6 separate regions of the Mus musculus genome follow, and regions 1, 3, 4, 5 and 6 are each linked to region 2. A link is a contact called in public HiChIP or PLAC-seq and promoter capture Hi-C data. All regions are on one chromosome and are shown on one strand. The core of a region is the stretch at or near the end of the contact, and the rest is flanking DNA. Distances in the headings are between cores, read along the strand shown.

Evidence for each region. Promoter capture Hi-C pulls out the DNA fragments that hold promoters and counts their contacts. HiChIP or PLAC-seq counts read pairs in DNA pulled down with a chosen protein or histone mark.
Region 1: a contact with region 2 is called in a FOXA1 HiChIP or PLAC-seq map of pancreatic cancer cells. The contact joins the promoter of Dennd6b here to the promoter of Alg10b in region 2. A contact is called at or near these places in 1 of 39 promoter capture datasets (pre-B cells) and 1 of 115 datasets of contacts at active chromatin or transcription factors (pancreatic cancer cells).
Region 3: a promoter capture Hi-C map of pre-B cells shows a contact between it and region 2. The contact joins the promoter of Hdac10 here to the promoter of Alg10b in region 2. A contact is called at or near these places in 2 of 39 promoter capture datasets (the HPC-7 cell line and pre-B cells).
Region 4: an H3K4me3 HiChIP or PLAC-seq map of stem cell-derived neural progenitor cells shows a contact between it and region 2, with 6 times the contacts expected there. The contact joins the promoter of Slc2a13 here to the promoter of Alg10b in region 2. A contact is called at or near these places in 9 of 39 promoter capture datasets (the 3T3-L1 cell line, 3T3-L1-derived adipocytes, cranial neural crest and 5 more), 3 of 484 Hi-C or Micro-C datasets (cortical neurons and muscle stem cells), 6 of 115 datasets of contacts at active chromatin or transcription factors (astrocytes, embryonic forebrain, embryonic stem cells and 3 more) and 1 of 9 other capture datasets (adipose tissue).
Region 5: a promoter capture Hi-C map of liver shows a contact between it and region 2, with 3 times the contacts expected there. The contact joins the enhancer-like site here to the promoter of Alg10b in region 2. A contact is called at or near these places in 8 of 39 promoter capture datasets (the 3T3-L1 cell line, 3T3-L1-derived adipocytes, frontonasal cranial neural crest and 3 more) and 3 of 115 datasets of contacts at active chromatin or transcription factors (the NIH/3T3 cell line, embryonic stem cells and stem cell-derived neural progenitor cells).
Region 6: a contact with region 2 is called in a promoter capture Hi-C map of frontonasal cranial neural crest, with 9 times the contacts expected there. The contact joins the enhancer-like site here to the promoter of Alg10b in region 2. A contact is called at or near these places in 6 of 39 promoter capture datasets (the 3T3-L1 cell line, 3T3-L1-derived adipocytes, frontonasal cranial neural crest and 2 more) and 2 of 115 datasets of contacts at active chromatin or transcription factors (astrocytes and large pre-B cells).

What each region holds. Positions count from the first base shown.
Region 1 is chr15:89,194,971-89,198,360 of GRCm38.p6, forward strand. It overlaps Dennd6b (DENN/MADD domain containing 6B), which reads right to left and starts at 1,504. Exons shown (of 20, transcript NM_027081.3): 1 at 1,249-1,504. The coding sequence starts at 1,425.
Region 2 is chr15:90,222,958-90,226,295 of GRCm38.p6, forward strand. It overlaps Alg10b (asparagine-linked glycosylation 10B (alpha-1,2-glucosyltransferase)), which reads left to right and starts at 1,354. Exons shown (of 3, transcript NM_001033441.3): 1 at 1,354-1,651; 2 at 2,700-2,897. The coding sequence starts at 1,481. Mir7648 (microRNA 7648) reads left to right here and starts at 1,403; the gene lies at 1,403-1,455.
Region 3 is chr15:89,127,219-89,130,134 of GRCm38.p6, forward strand. Hdac10 (histone deacetylase 10) reads right to left here and starts at 1,482. Exons shown (of 20, transcript NM_199198.2): 1 at 1,172-1,482; 2 at 967-1,101; 3 at 704-800; 4 at 376-473; 5 at 168-272. The coding sequence starts at 1,230. Gm46530 (a long non-coding RNA gene) reads left to right here and starts at 1,321. Exons shown (of 2, transcript XR_001781738.2): 1 at 1,321-1,975.
Region 4 is chr15:91,571,471-91,574,517 of GRCm38.p6, forward strand. It overlaps Slc2a13 (solute carrier family 2 (facilitated glucose transporter), member 13), which reads right to left and starts at 1,791. Exons shown (of 10, transcript NM_001033633.3): 1 at 1,105-1,791. The coding sequence starts at 1,627.
Region 5 is chr15:91,274,456-91,277,641 of GRCm38.p6, forward strand. Slc2a13 (solute carrier family 2 (facilitated glucose transporter), member 13) reads right to left here. Exons shown (of 10, transcript NM_001033633.3): 8 at 1,912-2,033; 9 at 1,608-1,760. Among named protein-coding and RNA genes, the nearest start is that of CN725425, 77 kb to the left of the region's middle. Within about 2 kb of position 1,681, at least 5 of the 459 cell types and tissues checked have an H3K27ac peak or open chromatin away from gene starts, as enhancers often do. A contact at or near this core is called in liver, where this site is marked.
Region 6 is chr15:91,599,700-91,602,691 of GRCm38.p6, forward strand. No RefSeq gene overlaps it. Among named protein-coding and RNA genes, the nearest start is that of Slc2a13, 28 kb to the left of the region's middle. Within about 2 kb of position 1,637, at least 10 of the 459 cell types and tissues checked have an H3K27ac peak or open chromatin away from gene starts, as enhancers often do.

The DNA of each region.
Region 1 (3,390 bases), core at 254-2,753, 1.0 Mb before region 2:
TGAACTCAGGACCTTCAGAAGAGCAGTCGGGTGCTCTTACCCGTTGAGCCATCTCACCAGCCCCCTCCCTTTTTTTTAAAAGACAAAGTCTCACTATGTAGCCTTGGCTTGCCTGCTCCAGGTTGGCCTTGAGCATAGAGATCAGCCTGCTTTTGCCTCCAGAGTACTAGATTAAAGAAAGACATGTGCCACAATGTGTTCTCTCTCTCCCCTCTCTTTCATTCTTTCCTTTCTCTTTCTTTCAACAAGGTCTGATTCTATAGCTCAGGCTCCTTTGGGACTCTATCAATCCAGACTAGCTTCAAACTAATCATCTTGCTTCACCAACCTCCCATCCCCCACCCAGTCCCCGAAATGCTGGGTTTGCGCGCACTACTATGCCTGGCTGATATTTTCATCTTATCTAGTAGAAGAGAAGCTGCCTTTCTTTGTAGGTGGGTAAGGGGGATGGAGGCCTTCAGACCACAGAAAGACCACATCAAAAGCCTAAGACCCTGCCCAGCTGCTCACAGCTGGTGACCAGATGCCAAAGGTTGAGAAGAGCTCAAGACACAGGAACCAAGCAGGGCCTCACAGGGTCTGGATCTGATTCTAATTGAAAGACAAGAGGAATGCCAGAAGCGAACTACCAGTGACACTGAAGACTGCAGCAGACCCAGTGTGAGACCTGGGGGCGGTGGCGGGGGCAAGGTGGGGGGAACCCTAGGACTCTGGCTTGAGCAACCAAGGGGCTGGAGATATGTTTGCCTCTTTGGAGAAAGGTCCATGTTAGATGCTGCGTAGGATACATTGATGGACAGGCAGTCAGGCTTTACAGATCTTTCCTTCCTTGGCCTGGGAAGGGTTTCTAGAGCTCTGAGGAAGAGGCTCCTCTTGGAGAGGTGACAGGCAATAGGAAAGAGGAGGTCTCTAAGCTAGTCACTAGCCGAAGGAAGTGGGGGAAAGGTCAGCCTGAGGGTGCAAAATATTCCGAGAGGCTCCTAAGAAGACCCTAGACCAAGCAGGAAGGCTACAGGCGAAAAGTCCTGCTTCCTGGAGGGTGGGCGCCCCGGGTAGAGAAACCGCGCGGCGGCTTAGAGGAATGGGAGGAAAGAAGCAGGGGTGCAGGCGAGAGAAGGGAGGAGCGTGAGGGGGAGGGGCATCGGGAGAGGAGGGACGTCCGGAGAGGAGGGGCCTCTGGAGAGGTTCAGGCCGCCGAAGGAGAGGTACTAAGACAGTTCTGGAGGGTCAGCCAGCCCATCAGCTCACCTCTAGCGCCTGGCCCAGCTCCAGATCGAAGGTGACCACGCACACACACTCCAGCCAGGCAGAGAAGCGCGCCCAGGGCATCTCCGCGGTCCGCGCCGCGCGGCCGGAGGACGAGGATCTTGTCGCGCCTAGTCCTCCGCCAGCTTGCCGGGGCCCGGGACCCACCGGCACCTCCATGGTAGCAGCTCCAGCGGTACCCGGGCACGTTGCGGAGAAACGCAGGGGTTCACCTGGGCCGCCTCGGAGCAGTCGAGCTGCCGCCGTAGGCCAGAAGGGCCCCGGAGCAGCCGCGCGCCCCCTGGCGCTAGAGGAGCGTCCGCCCTAGAGTGTCGCCTAACGTACCAGCGAGAAAGGCCCCAGCCGGTTAGAAGGGTCTAGAGATGGAGGCGCTTCCCGATAATGGAGATTGCGTGACCCGGGTCGGCCAGTAGGTGGCTAGTGTGGCCCTGCATCTGGCAGAAGAGAAAGGGCGGTTCCTGATGTCATCTCTGCCTGGCGTATGGATTGAGGGACTCTGGGCGTATAGTGGTGTCTACCAGGGGTGTCTGGGCAACATAGAATTATGTTGGGCACCACCCCCCCCCCAGGGGTATCCAACCCGGCCGAGGGTTGTGAGCCTAATGTTTATTTGTGTGTCATCGCTTGTCGCGGACAGCTTTTGTGCTGGACAATCGCCCAAGGTAGTTAAAGACAAACCTCAAAATGCTTTAAAAGTGTGAAAACCACGGGTGGTTTGTGGTGGTGCACGCCTTTAGTTCCAGCACTCTGGAGGCAAAGGCAGGCGAATCTCTGAAGTCTAAGCAAGCCTGGTCTACAGAGCAAGTGTCCAAGACAGTTCGGGCGACACACAGAAACCCTGTCACGGGAAAATGAAGACAAACAAAACAAACAAAGCGTGAAAAATAATGTTTGGGGCTAAGAGATGGCTCAGCGAGTAAAAACACGGGCTGCACTTCCGTGCAGAATGGGGGCTCTGTTTCCAGCACCCACAAATGTAACTGTACTTCCAGGAGATTAGACGCCCTCTTCCAACCTCCGAGAGCGCCAGGCACGCGTGTCTGTACTACATTGGGCACCTTCACCCATCCGCCTTTAATGAAGGCCATTCTGCCTGAGTTGGCGGGTCCACCCAGACCTAGTCCCACTCCAGGCTAGTGTGCCTACTTTGGCTAGCAAAGAGGGGCAGCCTGGTCAACGAATGCTGCTGCCTTTGGGATTAAGGTAGTTGCAGAGCCTAGTTCTAAGGATAAGGATTATAGAAGAGTGAATTTAGAATGAAGAGGTAATGAGGCAGGCTAGAAAGACAGGAACATTTGGGGGAACCTAAGAAGGGGGAAGGAGAGCCTTCGCCTACCTGCCCCAAGCATAAATAACAATTAAGGCCCTTCTCCCTTCCCTGCTATAAACTTGCAATTTTCCATTAGAATCCCTGGCTTACAGGGAAAAGGGGCATACACCAGATCTCTTGGGCAACCCTAGTAGTTTTGTTTTTACTTTATTAAAGATTGCCATCTAAGGCATTCCAAAGAGCTACCTCACCCATCCTTCTCAGCAAAACGGGGAGGAGGTGTTAGTAATCTTTTGAGATACAACCTGAGAGCCGTCAAGATGGGAGAGATGACCAATGCTAAACAATGGTAACTCTCTCATGGATCTGCCTTATTGGGTCCTTGAGAAGCCTACACCTATGCTCTTGGATGTGTCTTACTTTCTTCTGAGTGCCCCCAACAAACACCCTGTATGAGACAGGGTCTCTCTATGTGGTCCTGGCTGGTGAGGAACTTGATATGTAGACCAGGCTCACTTTGAACTCCTGAAACTCTGCCTGTCTCTGCTGAGACTAGAGGTAGCCTTCATCAGCCATACAAAGTGTGCTTGCTTCTTGCGAGCTCGCTCTCTCTCTCTCTGTTTTTGTGAGGCAGGGTTTCTCTGTGTAGCCCTGGCTGTTTTGGAATTCACTCTGTAGACCAGGACACATTGACTCTCTTAACCATAGTGTTTAAACCTGTATTAAAATGTTTTCATTAAGCCCCAACTTTCATTCTGTCAGAAGGCAGATCACAGTGCTGACAGAAGTAATGAGGGTGAGAAGTACTTAGCCCGAGTATGTCATTGTTCTTAGAGCCATCTCTTTCTTATTGT
Region 2 (3,338 bases), core at 104-2,603:
TGGATGTCCAACCAAGTTCTTAGTGGCAATTATTCTGACGAGAATGTCTAGCATAGGAAGGCAGCCTTGTGCTCTTCCCTTTATCCATCATATCTAGCAAGGGCCAGAAGCTTCTATGGTATGCACTGGCCATGATTGAGCAAGCCCACTGGGCCTGAGGTCAATTGTAGACTAAATTATCTGGGAATGGTCTCAAATTGGTAAGTGTAACGTGTTCTCTGTAATCAAAGAGGATGTAAAGGGTGGAGGGAGTTAAGAAACGTCATCATGAATCCTAACGTAATTTAATTCTGGTTATTTCTAATAGTCGAGGAGAACTAGTAGAATACCCAGTTTCTTTTGATTCCAAGGTTGACAATTTAAAAGCAATCTCAGCTGCTATATGATGTGCTGCTGGCAAAATCAACCCGAATTTTCCAGAAGCTTTTCCTACAAAGCATCACCAACCATGCTGAAAACATACTTTGTCTTCAGCTTTCTTCAAATATCTTCCACCGTCAGTCTCAATTCCAATCTCACAATAAAGGGGTTATCTGAAGTCTCCGTAGCCCTCAACTTCATACATGTGAGCACTTTTTGAGACTACACACATAAATACTCCATCGCACCACACATTAAGATGCATAAGGGAAACGTACTCCAACAGAGACAGATATTAATGACTATTTATTACCTATTTTTAAGGACGACATTTACAGTGTCCCAGGCTGATCTAGAACTGGGAACAATCCTCCTGCCTCAGCCTCTCAAATGGGGCCAGTACAAGTGTGAGCCACCACTCACGGCAATAGCAACTAAAATTATATTCACGGAGGAGTGTTCCTCACCTACAAATGCCCCAACTCCTCACCAGGCACCAGGAAAATATTGCCCTGTAAACGAATAGATTCTTCAAAAGGGAAAGTCGCCCTGAAGCGAAGGGCTGGTTGTATGTTTCCATCTAAAAAGCATCAACCTTCATTATCAGCCAGAGACGATGAGAGGAAAAGCATTGTAATGATGGTTTTAGCGTCTCATCTCACTGGCAATGGAGAACAGGGATAACCGCAAACGAATGCAGTTTGGGAGCTTGGAGGTTAGAAAGCTGGGACCACTCATCGCCTTCTGGAGAGCAACAGACAACACAAGACACCCTTCTTTTCCAGAGCCTAGCGGCGGCGGCAGCATCACCTACAACAGCTCCCGCGCCCGAGCCCAGACCCGCCCCTCCCTCAGCCTCTGGCCACTCTGAGAGCTGCGAGCAGTGATTGACAGAGAAACCGTCCCGTCGTTGCATAAATGCTCCACTCCGGAACCGGTGACCCCCCCCCCCCCCACGCTTCCGTCCGACGCTCTCCCAGCATCCATTGCGTTGCGTCCTGTTCCCTGCTGTCCCTCGTCCCGCAGCGCTGGGCCTCTGAGCCCGCGTTCCGGGCTCGGCGCTCCGGGCTGCCCAGGGCTGGGCCCGGGACGCGGCTGCCCGCCCGCCCGCCCGCCCGCCATGGCGCAGCTGGAGGGCTATTACTTCTCGGCCGCCTTGAGCTGCACCTTCCTGGTGTCCTGCCTGCTCTTCTCCGCCTTCAGCCGCGCTCTGCGGGAGCCGTACATGGACGAGATCTTCCACCTGCCGCAGGCGCAGCGGTACTGCGAGGGCCGCTTCTCCCTGTCGCAGGTTGGTCTCTGCTGGCCCTGCCCCCGGGACGGATCCTCCCAACCTGTGCCTTTCCTCTCCCCGTCAGCCCTCCCAGACTTAAACCGTGAAGGGAGCTGCCTAGTGACTGTACCTAGCCTCGAGATTATGGCATATTTGTTAGGTGAATGCATAAAGATGATAGCTCCTCTTGGCAGTTGACCGATTTGTCTAACTAAGCCCTAGCACTAGAGACATGCAGGTGCTCCCTTGAACATGCATTAAAAACTACCTAAAGCTTAACCTATGAGGTTTTCCACCCGGTATTTTGAACGCGGAGTGGAGGATCTTAGGGCCCCCCAAAAGTTGATAGTTTTATTCTAACTTCATTCTTGGTCGTAGAAACTTACTGTTGTCTGGATTAAATTGGCAACTAGTCAGATTGCATCATTTAAAAAAATACATATCTGACTACAGAAATATGCACAGTGCAAAGAATCTTAAGATCCACCAGAGTTCTCATTATTGTTTGCCTGGTAGTTTGTAAAATTGGGACCTGGACAATTTAGTCGCAGAATATGCATTTTCTAAAGAGCAAGCCTTAGGAAGTAGAAATGAATAACTTACTGTCTGTTGGTTGTTGTCACCTTAATAATGGCAGACAGATTTGAGACAGGGAGCAAAACGTTCTTAAAATGGGGCTGGGGTGGTAGCTCAGTGGTTGAGAGCTCTTGCTGTTGTCCTGGAGAAGGCTACCAGACTTCTTTCTACCACAGTGAGCTGCTCACAACCATCTGTGACTCTAGGTCCAGAGGATCCAGTGCCACCTTCTGGCTTCCTCGGGTACCTGCATGCAGATGTTGCAAATAAGTATACTCAGGTGCATGGCACACACACTACATCTTAAAAATAAAACTTAAGAGATGTCTAGTCTGCCAGGATTTATTAATTATGTCATAGACGATCCTCTCCAAGTTCTTCATTATTAGGACAAATGAAACTTGATTATTTATTTATTTATCTTTTTTTGGCATTTTATATCAATGGGATAACTCTTGCTGTGCTTGACTGGTGGTCTTTTCTTTCTAAGTGGGATCCTATGATCACTACATTACCTGGCCTGTATCTGGTGTCGGTCGGTGTGGTCAAACCTGCCAGCTGGCTCCTTGGATGGTCTGAGCATGTGATCTGCTCCATTGGGGTGCTCAGATTTGTCAATCTTCTCTTCAGCGTTGGCAACTTCTACTTGCTGTATTTGCTCTTCAGGAAGGTGCAACCCAGAAACAAGGTATGTGCAGGATACAGTTACAACAAGTTTCCGTGCACTAAAGTCCACAGTGAGGAATTGGCTTTATAAGTTACGGAAGAAAATGTCTACCAGTTAGAGTGTTGGTGTCTGTTTTTCAAACCTAAGTGGAAATTCTCTACTCATGTTTAGAAGATACTTGCATTTAAATTCTGGAATAACTGTATTTGAAAATCTAAAGTAGATGTTTGTTAGTGAACAAAACCAGTTTAATAGTTCCATGTTTTCTTTGGGAACTTAGGTCTTCTTTTGTGGAAATGAGTTTAAGTTGAGGAGTTTTGGTGTGATTTCATAATTCAAGTCTTGGAAGTAGATTGCCTGGGTTTAAATTTAATCCTGGCCACAGCTTCTATTAACTTGAGCAGATTTACCTCCTTTGTGATTTTAATAATAATAAATTTGTCTCATTGAATTTGTATTAAG
Region 3 (2,916 bases), core at 232-2,731, 1.1 Mb before region 2:
CTAAATTCGGACAGTACTGGGGATTACTGGAAGTGGCTGCCTTTCCACCTTTAGGCTAGGAGCTCAGCCAGGAGTGGAGGGAGCTGGGTGGGACCTCTTAACCACCAACTCCACCTCTTCCTATTTAGTTTGGGTCCCCCACACTTGCAGGTCAAGCTTGGACACACCTCTGCAGCCCATATTTCTGCTTGGCATGTTTGGCTGCTAGAGCCACATTGTTGAACACACAGAATCCATTGGCAGCTGCCCTCTGACTGTGGTGCCCTGGAGGCCTAGGGTGTAAAAAAAAAAAAAGGAAACACCGGGCATGTCAGAGTCATTCTGTCCCCTCACAGGGTCACACACAGACAGCTAGGGGAGGAAGGTGGTTCTCACCTCACCAGGGCAAGCCCATTGTGCACAGCTCCTGTTAGCACAGCATCGACCAGCTGCAGTGCAGCCCCCGCTGCCAGCCGGGCACAGTGAAAGGTGTCCTGTGAGCCAGAGTGCAATTGAGCCTGGGACCTGACCTGCTTGTCCCAGGTTGCAGGTTTCCCACTGCTGAGCAGACAGGGCTGGGGCATTGGCAAGCAAAACATGGTAGGGTACGGTCATAAAGCATAAACAAGGAGACACTGGCAGGTGAGCAGACTTGGGTGTGAATGCACCTAGGCAGGCATATGGACATAAATCTGGGTGAATGGGCGTGTATGCTGGCTCGCACCGGGTGAAAGTAGACAGCATTGTACTGCTTAGACAGTGCGTGGAGCTCCTCTTTATCCAGGGTCTGGGTCTTCTGCACCAGGGCTATATATTCCGGGCTGCAGATCAGCAGGCGGGCCACCAGCAGGACAGGAAGGAAAGGAGCAGAGATTCCTGGTGGGAGTGCCCACCCAGTAATCCCTTTTAGCCCACACCACGGTGAACCCAAGGGAATGCTAGCGGAGCTATAAAAGGTTCGGGTCCCCAGATCTGTCATAGTCTGACCTGTGCACCAAGCCCAACTCTTCCTCTGATGCCTCACAAGCTGACAAACACAGGCACCTTTCTTCCAGGCCACGCTGCCGCAGGCCATCCAGGGCAGCTGTCAGGCGCTCTGGGCACTCAATTTCGCACTCGGGGCTGGAGCAGACAAGGATCTCAGTGTTCAGGGTTCCCTCCCGGCCCCCTACTTCTGTCAAGACACACTTACTCATCCCAGAGCAGTCGAGTGGCTGTCATGTCCTCGTGGTACACAAGTGCTGTGCCCATAGCTACACCGTGGTCACTTTGATCCGCTCTAACGCAACACGCCCTCTGCCGGCAGGTAATTGCACTGCCCGGTCTCACCTAACTATGCACGTAAACAATCCTCACTCGGGACGAACTGGGTTGTGCACGCTGGACCTGGGCAAGAGGAAACCACCCCAGGCCCAGGTCCGGGCTCAAGCCCGCCCGATTGTCAGAAGAGAACCGCTGGAAACTGAACTAAGCGTGACGCCAAACGCCTAACTTCCGGCTTCCTCTTTTACAGACTCCGGCCCGCCCCTAGGCGAGATTAGGGTGGAGTAGACCAAAAGGCTGAGCTCCCCTGGGATTGCGCGCGCTCTGTGTGTCTTTCTCTCTCTGCCTCTCTTTCTCTCATTGTCTCTTTCTCTTAGGCTGCAACTTCAGTGCCACCGACAACTACGTGTGGCGCGGAGCCTACGACCAGTACCGCCTCCAGTGTCCTTCTTGAAATGGATAGGAAGACAGGGCTGCCTGTCCTCAGGCCATCCATAGCTACAGCCGCAGCTATGCTTCCTTCTTGCCCCCAGCATCCTCCTAGCCTAACCTGGTAGTTTAGGCCACAGAGTCAGAAATGCCAACTGTCAATCACAACCAATTTGCCTGCTCCCGCAGGTGAAAGATGGAGAGGAGAGAAGTGAGCAGGGTGTGTATGTGAGTGCCTGCGGGGGCTGGCCTGGGCTGGATCAAAGCACTGAACTTCCAGAAGGGACTGACAGAAAGGCCACAGGTAAGAAAGAGGCCACTGGAATAGAAGAGTTATATAAGACGCCAGGCCAGCCAGGAAAACTGCAGCACAGTGTGAGGCTAGGAAGGGTAGAGGGTTCTGAGCAAGGAAGGGTGAGGAAGCAGGGAAGGGGGCCTTAGGAAAGGAGGAACAAAGGAGACATGAGCTCAAATACCAGCTAAGACTATACATATATATATATATATATATATATATATATATATATATATATATATGTATGTTTGTATGTATATATGTATATATATATACACACACACAAATAAACACACACAGATATATACACACATATATACATACACATATATACATACATGTATATATACATATATATGTATATACATATATATATATATACACACACACATTTCCATAGTCCAGCCTTGTCTCCAGTTCCGAAATGAGTGTTGGCATTACAGATGCCTCAAGATGGGGGGAAGGGACAAGACACACCCCCAGGATGATGAGGGGAAGGGGGCAAGGCTGCCGCTGACGTCTGTGATAGGAACACATACAACTATCATGTACAGGGGAAACCAAAGAGCCCTGGAGTGGTTAGAAGTAGGTGCCCTCTGCCATACTCAGGAGTTGGGAGTTCAGGCAAGGATTTTGGAGGAGCCCAAAGCTTCTCCATCTTCTAAAAGCCAATTAACTACCCTGGTTTATGTATATTGTGGGGTAGGGCATGAACTGAGCCACACCTCTGTAACTGGGTGAAGTATTTGAAGCCTTGGACCATGGTTATCACAAGGGGATTCAGGCAGTGGAGCCATGGTCATGGCATCTCCTCTGACAAGATTAGACTGGGCAAAGTGTATTTGCCCAGAACTTGTCAAATGAAGGGAATGAAAGACCTCACCCTTATGTCCTGCCCTGTCGCACCTGTCCTTGGGACATGAGGAAGAACATGGACCATCTAACCAGCC
Region 4 (3,047 bases), core at 541-3,040, 1.3 Mb after region 2:
GGATACGGGTACAGTGAGCTGGGGTTTTAGGCTCGTGGCTCCTAGAGGCAGAGTTGAATGAATGAGTGTGCTTCCCCTTACAAACCTATCCAGAAGGGTGAAGAGTGGTCAGCTCAGGGACAGCTCCGGGAATCCATCTAGCCCTCCCATGGGGAAGCAACGCTTTACCCTAAAGGAAACTGAATTATAAAAGGAAACATTTTATAGCCTTGGAAAACTACCAGTGAGATTTAAGTCACAACTTCCCATTCTCCCTTTAAAGGTGCTTTCTAATAACACTGGGCACATCCCAAACAGCTTCCCTCTGCCAAGAGCACACCAAGAGTGCCTCCCCCGCTCAGCAAACAGGGTGACAAAAAAAAAAAAAAAAAAAAAAAAAAATCAATGCCCAGAGAACCTACATCTCTTCATTTCTAAAGTAAATTGCAAGTGTCTATCTTGCTGGGCATTTATCCACAGGAGTGGCTCCTAACTGAATCTAGGAAATGAACGTGACCTTTAATGGATAATTTGGTTCCCATATGGAAAAGGCAGAGAAGGCAAAACAAGAATGGTGAATGTTGGCCCAAAGTAAAAGTTCTAAGTCGGGTGGGAAAGGGAGACAGATTTCATCTAGAAAGGTGGAAAGGTTGAAAGTCAACCACAGAGCACAAAGCAAGGAGAGAAAATAGTGTTCTATTTAAAAATGATCCACTGCAGAGAAGATGGAACTGGAACGGAGCAGGGATTTTGGAGTTCAAAACTCCTTGACTCTACTAATTATTGCAGTTCGCAGTTCGTTTAAAGCTCGGTGGGCTTAGCATCCTAAAGGAGAACTGGCAGTGGGGAAATCACTCTCAGGGATGGCAGGGATGTGGAGACCCTCCTAAACTCAACAAGCGGCCTCAGGTTAGGCCGGATCGGGGAAAGCTGGGGTATCTTGAATTGCTCCAGACTGTCCGGCGCTGACTGACCCGCGGGCGACCGCAGATTCCACGTGGGAATCCGGGAGAAGGGAACGCATCCTCCACAGCCACCAGGGCGCTCGTGCCACCGAGCCCCCAAAGGACCGCGGAGCAGGGGAGAGCAAGGGGGTCAGTGGGGCTCGCGGGCGCGGCCACTCACCGATGCCGAGCCCCACGACCAGGCGGCCGGCCAGCAGCGTCTCCTTGTTGGCGGCGGCGGCCAGCACGGCGGAGCCCACGGTGCACAGGGCGCTGGCCAGCAGGATGGCGCTGCGCCGACCGAGGGCGCCGTTCAGGGCCCCTCCGGCCAGCGCCGCGACGGCGGCCGCGCCCACCGCGCCCGACACCAGCAGCTCCTGCCACATCGCGCCCAGGCGCATCTGGCGCCGCAGCAGCAGCATGGCCCCCGACACCACGCCGGTGTCGTAGCCGAACAGGAAGCCGCCGAGCGCCGAGAAGGCGGCGGCCGCGTACACGAAGGCCGGGGTCTCGTCGCGCTGGAACTGCCTGCGCGCCGCGCGCTCCAGCTCCGCGCCCTGCAGGCTGGCGGCCGACTCGGCGGCCAGGAGGCTGCGCTCCCCGCCTGGCGCCCCCGGCTCCGGCTGCCGGCGGCGCCTCTCGCCCATCAGGCTGCTCAGGCTGCGCAGCGTGTACTCCACGTCCTCGCTCGCCTTGCGGGACATGGGACAGGCGGACGCCGCCGAGGCGGCTGCGGGGAAGTTGCGTGTGGGGCGCCGCGCACTCTCTGCCAGCTGCTGAGCCGCTGCTCTTCTGCCACCCGAGCCACCCGCCTCGCAGCCTCTGCTAAGCTGGCGCTACGGAGCGGCCGGGGGCGGGGTCGTGCGTCACTTGCCCGCTTGGAGGGGAGGGGCGAATGGGACCCACCTCCCCCTGGTGGGCGGAGACAGAGAAGAACTCCTCCCCCTGGACGCTGCCACCTCCCTCTGTGGGCGGGGTTAAGCGGAGGTCCCCTGGAGACAAGAGCTCTTTGGAGTCAGGGTACCAGGACACAGGGAAGCTTGCCTTCTGGCTGCAGATGAGCTGCTTGCTATCCAGAGCACTCAAGCTCACAGCAGGCTAAGGATCAGGTGAAAGACTCCTTCTGCCCTCCTGCTTGCAATCCGAGGTGGCTGAGACTGCCTGACACTCACCTACTTCTGTCCTTTTGCAGTGAGTGTCCGTGTCCCTTGGCTCTCATGCAATTAGTTTGTTTTGGAGCAATTTGGGACCATGGTCACTGGTGTCTCTAGTTTCCTTTCTCCCTGCTACTCCGTCTTTAAATTCCGCCCTTCTAAAATGCATTTGCATCTTGACTTTCTGAGGGGAGAAAGAGAGACAGAGACAGAGACAGAGACAGACAGACAGAGAGACAAGAGACAGACAGACAGACAGACAGCAACTCTTCTCTCACGAGAAGGCTTCCTGTGGATTCCCAGAGGTAAAGCAACTTTAGCTGTGCGTATATACATCACCTTCTCACATAACTAGCTGATTCCAAGTGGAACAAGGAAACTCAAGAATGTGATCTGTTGTGTGATTGGCAATTACCACCTTTCTTGCCCAGCATGCGAGCCTAAAAAGATACCTTCTCCCTGACAATTCCTGCTGCTGCCCCATTGATTTGAAGAAGCGATTTTAGATGCCCCATTTGCCTGAAACAAAGTAATTTCAAATGGTTTGAGGATGGTTGTTTTAATTGCTAATTGCCAGTTGTTGGCTGGTTTGGAAACCTCCCGTTGATTTAAATATTCTGTAAATTATTTTATGTTGTTTCATTTCCGGAGATAGAGACTAATCAAGTGTCTTTCTGCTGCAGTCTCATTCTTCAGGCGTAGGACACCAGATTTAAATGAAAAAGAAATTTAAAACCCATGGTTTCCGTGAACAATTCCTGTCTTCATTTACTTCCCTTATTTGAACAAATGTTTCTTAGCACGAACCCTATTCATGCAGTTTAAGCTTGTTTCCTTCAGAGAAATTGTTTCTGTCATCCTATTACACTATGAAGTTATTAGACTTTCCCAACGTCCCTTTCACCTTGATTTTTAGTCACCAAAATATCTCACTTTCCAACCACATTTCTCCAAATGTGGGGGGGGGGCG
Region 5 (3,186 bases), core at 431-2,930, 1.1 Mb after region 2:
AACATACCACCAGCTTACCATTTCCTTCCCAAGAAAACAAATGTTTCTAGATCAGCGGTTCTCAACCTGTGTACCATGACTATTGGAAAACACATATTTATGATGATCTTAGTAACTAAAACAACACAGCCACAAAATTACAAGTCATGAAGTAGCAACAAAAGTACATTTATGGTTAGGCATTCCTTAAGACCACCGAGAATACGTGTTTACTGATGGTCGTGACCCACAGGTTAAGAACTGTTGTTCTAGATGTTCCAAGTAGGAGAGAAGATAACGAACCATTGGCGTCAGAGTACTAACTACAGCAATACTGTAGCAGAAGGTCCTGAAGACAGAGGAAAGAGGTTTGTACCATTCTTCACAGGTGTCATTCTTACACAGGTGAACATGATGCTTGCCCTTCTAGTCCCCTGGCAAGAGCCAGGAACACAGTGTTGGATGAAGCACAAGCCTGGCTTCTTGGGCCCTCTGGTATATATGGTAAAGGTAGGGGTATGCCCAGAGCATGCGATAGGAGGCCTGCTGGGGATGCATTAGAAGGGACTAGACAGATAATATTTTACATACATCACATGGAGATATGAGTACAGTGACTTTACATTCCATCTTTAAAAAATCCTATAGGTGCAACAACATTATGAACTAACCAGTACCCCAGAGCTCTTGACTCTAGCTGCATATGTGTCAAAAGATGGCCTAGTCGGACATCACTGGAAAGAGAGGCCCATTGGACTTGCAAACTTTATATGCCCCAGTACAGGGGAATGCCAGGGCCAAAAAGTGGGAGTGGGTGGGTAGGGGAGTGGGGGGGGAGGGTATGGGGGGCTTTTGGGATAGCATTGGAAATGTAAATGAGGAAAATACCTAATAAAACATATAAAAAATTATCCCAACTTAATATCATCACAACTGATAAAATCATGTAGACAAGGCAACTATGTGTGTGATGGGTGGAGGGCTGGGAAGGGACAGAACAAGATCTTTAGACTTTAGTAAACACAGGTTTGAAATCGATTTGCAAAGAACTTCTGTACTGTGCCATTACCCACCAGTGTTTCTCTAAAGCTGCAGTCTCTACACAGTTTTATTTCAAGGCTTTTGTTTCTGGGTCTGAAAGTGGTTAAGTGCTGGGCCCCATGGTGCCAGAATGCATGTCCTGGCTGGATAGATGACTCGGTGAATGGCACAGTGTCCTACATGGGTGAGCTATTCTCAGGCTTACACTCTGCTTAGGTGTGGGGCTCCAGCCTTCCCAAGGGGCATCTCATCAGCCCTGTTTCCGGTGCCTTATCATTTTCTGTTTGCTTCCTTGTTAAACGGGAAGCTGTGCTGTAAGGATTTCTATCCTGGCAGGCATGGGGATGCTCAGGGATAGAAGAATTGTGGGGTTGGGGGGCACTCATAAGCACTTGGAGACAAGAAGCTTAGGAAAAGAGAGCTCTCCCAGACACATTGTCCAGAACTCTTGTAGTGGTGAAATATGTACAGAGCTACTATGTACAGACAAAACATAAGCATGTAACTGCTCTCACAAATCCAGGGTATCTAAGGATAGAGTACTAGAAATAACAGTGAAAGGGCACTGAAAAAAACCATGCTCTTACCATAGTATGTAAGATACTCTGCTGTGTGTAAAAAGGTCAAAGAAACCAGCACGTTGAAAATCCAGTTTATTCCAGCTGAGCACGCATTTCCTGTACTTCTTGCCCAGAGAGGATAGATTTCAGAGTTCACGGTCCAGGGCATTGGTCCCATTCCTGAGAAGTAAATAATGAAAGCTACAGTAAAAAAAAAAATCACCTATGGGATGAAACACAGTAGCCTGACTCTTCCAAGAGGGGACAATGCAAATGCAAAGAGGTGACAAGGGGACAATGCAATGCAAAGAAGTGACAAAGCCTTGCTTACCAGGTGCAAAGAAAACAAGGTACAACACCAGGCCCACGAGTGCTGTCCAGGAGTAGGGGGTAGGGCAGAAACTGTAAGCCCAGTGAGCACCTTCAGCTTTGAACTTGGTTTCATTATCACACCTGAAAAACAGAAATCAGTTCAGTGTTTAGGACATAGCTGTAGACATTAATGTAATTATAGTGGATGACTTTGGAAATTCTTCAACGTCCTAAGGGAAAAAAGGTGAACATATGTTTTTATTTGTTTTTAGAAAATTCAAATCTTATGTCCTGAACATACATATGCAAATAGTCATATTAAAATGAGAATAAACTGTAGAGTATACATGTAAATCCACACCATTGGAGTTCAGTATAATTCGAGTGGATGGGTCATGCATTGTTTCTTACCCAACTGCCACAACTGAGAGAGAGAGAGAGAGAGACAGACAGACAGACAGACAGACAGAGACAGAGAGACACAGAGAGAGAGAGACAGAGAGACAGAGAGACAGATGGAAAGAGTGAGAGACAGAAACAGACAGACAGACAGACAGACAGAGATAGAGAGACACAGATACAGACAGACACTGCCTGGCAAGGGCTTGAAAACATCAAAGCCTATTGCCAGTGACACACCTCCTCCAACAAGGCCACACCTCATTCAATGAGGCCACACCTCCTAGTCCTCCCCAACAGTTATACTAACTGGGTACTGAGCATTCAAGAATATTACTGTATGGGGGCCATTCTCATTCACACCCAAATACAAAATACATTCAGTCCAATGCCAAAAATTCTTCATAGCCTTTTAGTGCCATTACTGTTTAAAAGTTCAAAGTCTGTTCTGAGACCCATGGCAATCTTTAAACTATACTTCCTATAGAATCAAAATCAAAAGAGCAAGTAATTTCCAATGTACAATGGCACAGAATATACATCACCACTCCAAAAGGGTGGAAAGAAAGCATAGTGAGGGAACACGGGTCCAAAACAACAGCAAAATCCAGAAGGGCAAACCCCAGAGTTCTGTATTTCTATGTCCAAGGACAAATCTCTCTTCAGAGATCCAACTCCTTCCAGCTTTGTTGCCTGCTACTTAGCTTTCCTCCTTTTGGGCTGGTCCACACCCTGTCTGAAATACTCCTTAGCAGGTATCTCAAGGGCCTGGCATCTCCAGTGTCTTGGTGTCTCCAACATAACCCTGGCTTTACCATCACAACCTCATTCTGGGATACCCCTGCCTTGTTGTAGGCCTCAGCAGCTTTCCCTAACTGTAGAGGGATATTCTACA
Region 6 (2,992 bases), core at 387-2,886, 1.4 Mb after region 2:
TACTATTAAAGTCACATTAGCAAACAAAATATCTGGATTGGCCTTTCTTTTTGTAAAAATATAACTCTGATTCAAATATAAAGGTTGTGTCTTCAAAAATACCAAAATTTACATCATCTCTTTTCTTTTGGTCATAGATATACTTCCAAGGACCTCTCGGGCAATTTTGGCTGAATATCTTTAACCCATCCCTGTAAGCATCTAATGGTGCCAACAGCTGTTTATATCTGAAAGCACAATGTAGCAACAGTGGAGAACCATTTTCAGCTGAGCCCACAATAGAGGCGGGTGGTTGATGATAGGTAGCATTGTGAGGCATTTGGCTGTGGGGTGACAGCTCATCCTTAGCACTCCTGGGTTAGTTTGTTCTTCCTATTGTTCCCAAGTGGGCGTGAGGATTGCAGAGTGAGAGGTGTACCTTCCTCTGTAGCGACGGTGATGTCATCCTTTTGAAGGATGCTTTGAGATGATCCGCATAATTGAAACTATACTGCTTTATTATAATATTTTAATCTCATTTCATGTCCCAAGGGGCTATCTGTCCACTGGTTTCTTCTTGTACCGATGCGGCACAAGTTTGCAACGGCTTGAATACCGAGGGGGGCCAGATTACAAAGAGATCAAACATTTAATGGGATCACTGCTCCCTGCTGATGAGATAAGTCTGTTTCAAAGAATGCAAACATCTATCCATTGCTTCTTGCACAATGTTCCCTGTGCTGGTAGCCCATCACAGTCTATGTCTATATATTCTGATAGGTCACAGAAATCTTGGTTTTGTGCTTTCTCTCCAGATACTTTTAGCATTGAGGGCACATGGTTTCCTTTATGCTTTTGTTTTGACCAATGGTTACCTGAGCATCCTGGAATCAGTCCCTGAGTGCTTCCCAGGAGCCTGTGATTCTCCAGCATTACCCAGTAAGTTCTATACACTTCAGTCTTATCCCTGTCTAGGGAGCCACGAATTACGAAACACCAGTGGTCGGTACAAGGATCTGAACTTCCGAGTTCTAGATTCAGGCACTCTAGGCACTGCTGCTCCATGGTGAGCGCTTGCTGGCATTCTGTGAAGCTTTTATCCCACCAGAGCTCAGGGTTCAAAGCAGGGACAGAAGAACATACAGAGTTTCTCATCAGTATCACCAGATGTGCTCAGGATATAGAAGGTCTCATGGCCAAATTCGTGTTGTCTGCATAATACTGGAGTTCACTAAGCGGTTTGGTCAGGATGGCCCTTGGCAATCCTTGGGCTGGTAGAGGCATTCCTAACAGGGAAGCAAACAGAGTTCTATGGGAACTGGATGCACACAGCAGGATATTGTTAGAAAGTTTATTACATGCAGGCTACGCTGCATATTGCACATCGCCAGCCAATGTGAAGGATATGGGGAGAAATAGAGAGAGGTGGCATCCTTATGCAGGAGCCAATTGAAGATAAAAGTGAAGGCCCACATCTCGACCTCTTGTTTCCCACAGAAGTCGTAGCAACAGAGTTCGAGGAGATTTAAATGAACTTTGGGGCATTATTTGAAACGCTTCAAAATACTTGAGTCCTGCTCCGAAAGACTCCTACGCAGGGCAGAGAAATTTCCTAGCACCAGTGGGGATGCTCACGTTTGTGGTTCCTAGCACTCCTCCTGGCAGTGACTTGATGGACATCTGCTCTGAATCATTTTCCTTCTGCAAACTTCAGCTTTACCCACAGGAGACGCACGCACCCTTGGACTGGTTCCAGCACCATTCCTTGCAAAGATTTTGAAAAATAAACAAAAGCTATTAAATTGCCAGGAAGCCTAAAAGGCTTTTTAACAAATCAGCGGAAAGGAGATGTCTGGCATTTAGCCTGCAAAAATACTGAGAAATCCATGTACCAAGGGATGGGAGCTTATGAGCAAGGACCTGCTAAGATTCTTTAAAACACAGAAGTGGATGCTCACAGTCAGCTAATGGATGGATCACAGGGCTCCCAATGGAGGAGCTAGAGAAAGTACCCAAGGAGCTAAAGGGATCTGCAACCCTATAGGTGGAACAACATTATGAACTAACCAGTACCCCGGAGCTCTTGACTCTAGCTGCATATGTATCAAAAGATGGCCTAGTCGGCCATCACTGGAAAGAGAGGCCCATTCACTGGAAAGAGAGGCCCATTGGACACGCAAACTTTATATGCCCCAGTACAGGGGAACGCCAGGGCCAAAAAGGGGAAGTGGATGGGTAGGGAAGTGGGGGTGGGTGGGTATGGGGGACTTTTGGTATAGCATTGGAAATGTAAATGAGCTAAATACCTAATTAAAAATGGGAAAAAAAAACCCTATACAAAAAGAAGGGGAGAGAAAAAGAGAAAAAAAAAACATTTCTACTGGTACGATCCATGGAATTGGAGGCTAATAGTTATAACAAATGAAAAGCAGCGGTAACAGCAATAGAACCGACCAGAGAAAAAGATACACTCTCTTTTATTTTAACATAACCTTTCTATTGAATTTCACATCTTGCACCCTGATCACACCCACTTTCCAGTGCTTCCATGTTCACTTCCCCACCCTTGTGAGCTCCGCCCTAAAAAAAAAAAGTATAAATAAAAATAAGTCCGATTTGTCTTATCTATATACTCGCTGAGCCGTGGTCAAACTCTCAGTGGTCTGCCCCTTAAATAGAATTGAGTCCTTCCCCTCCCACACCCCGCCAGAAGCCATCAATTGTGGAGTGCTAACTTCAGCCTCCATATCACTTTTAAGAGTTTGTTTGTTTGTTTTTGTTTGGTTGGTTTTTTTGCAGCTGGAAGGTCTGGGTGTCATTTATTGACAGCGGCTTACACTGTGTTTTCTCCCCTTGATTGCTTCCTTCGGAGCGCTAACCCACAGCCCTCGGGAAGGAAAGGCAATCTCTGAGAGAGAGGGAGCAGGAAGGCAGGCGCACATGTCCTTGTTGGGTGTGCTCAGTCCCGGCAGGATGCAATCCTTCAAGCTGGAATCCCATTGGGTATTTGAGA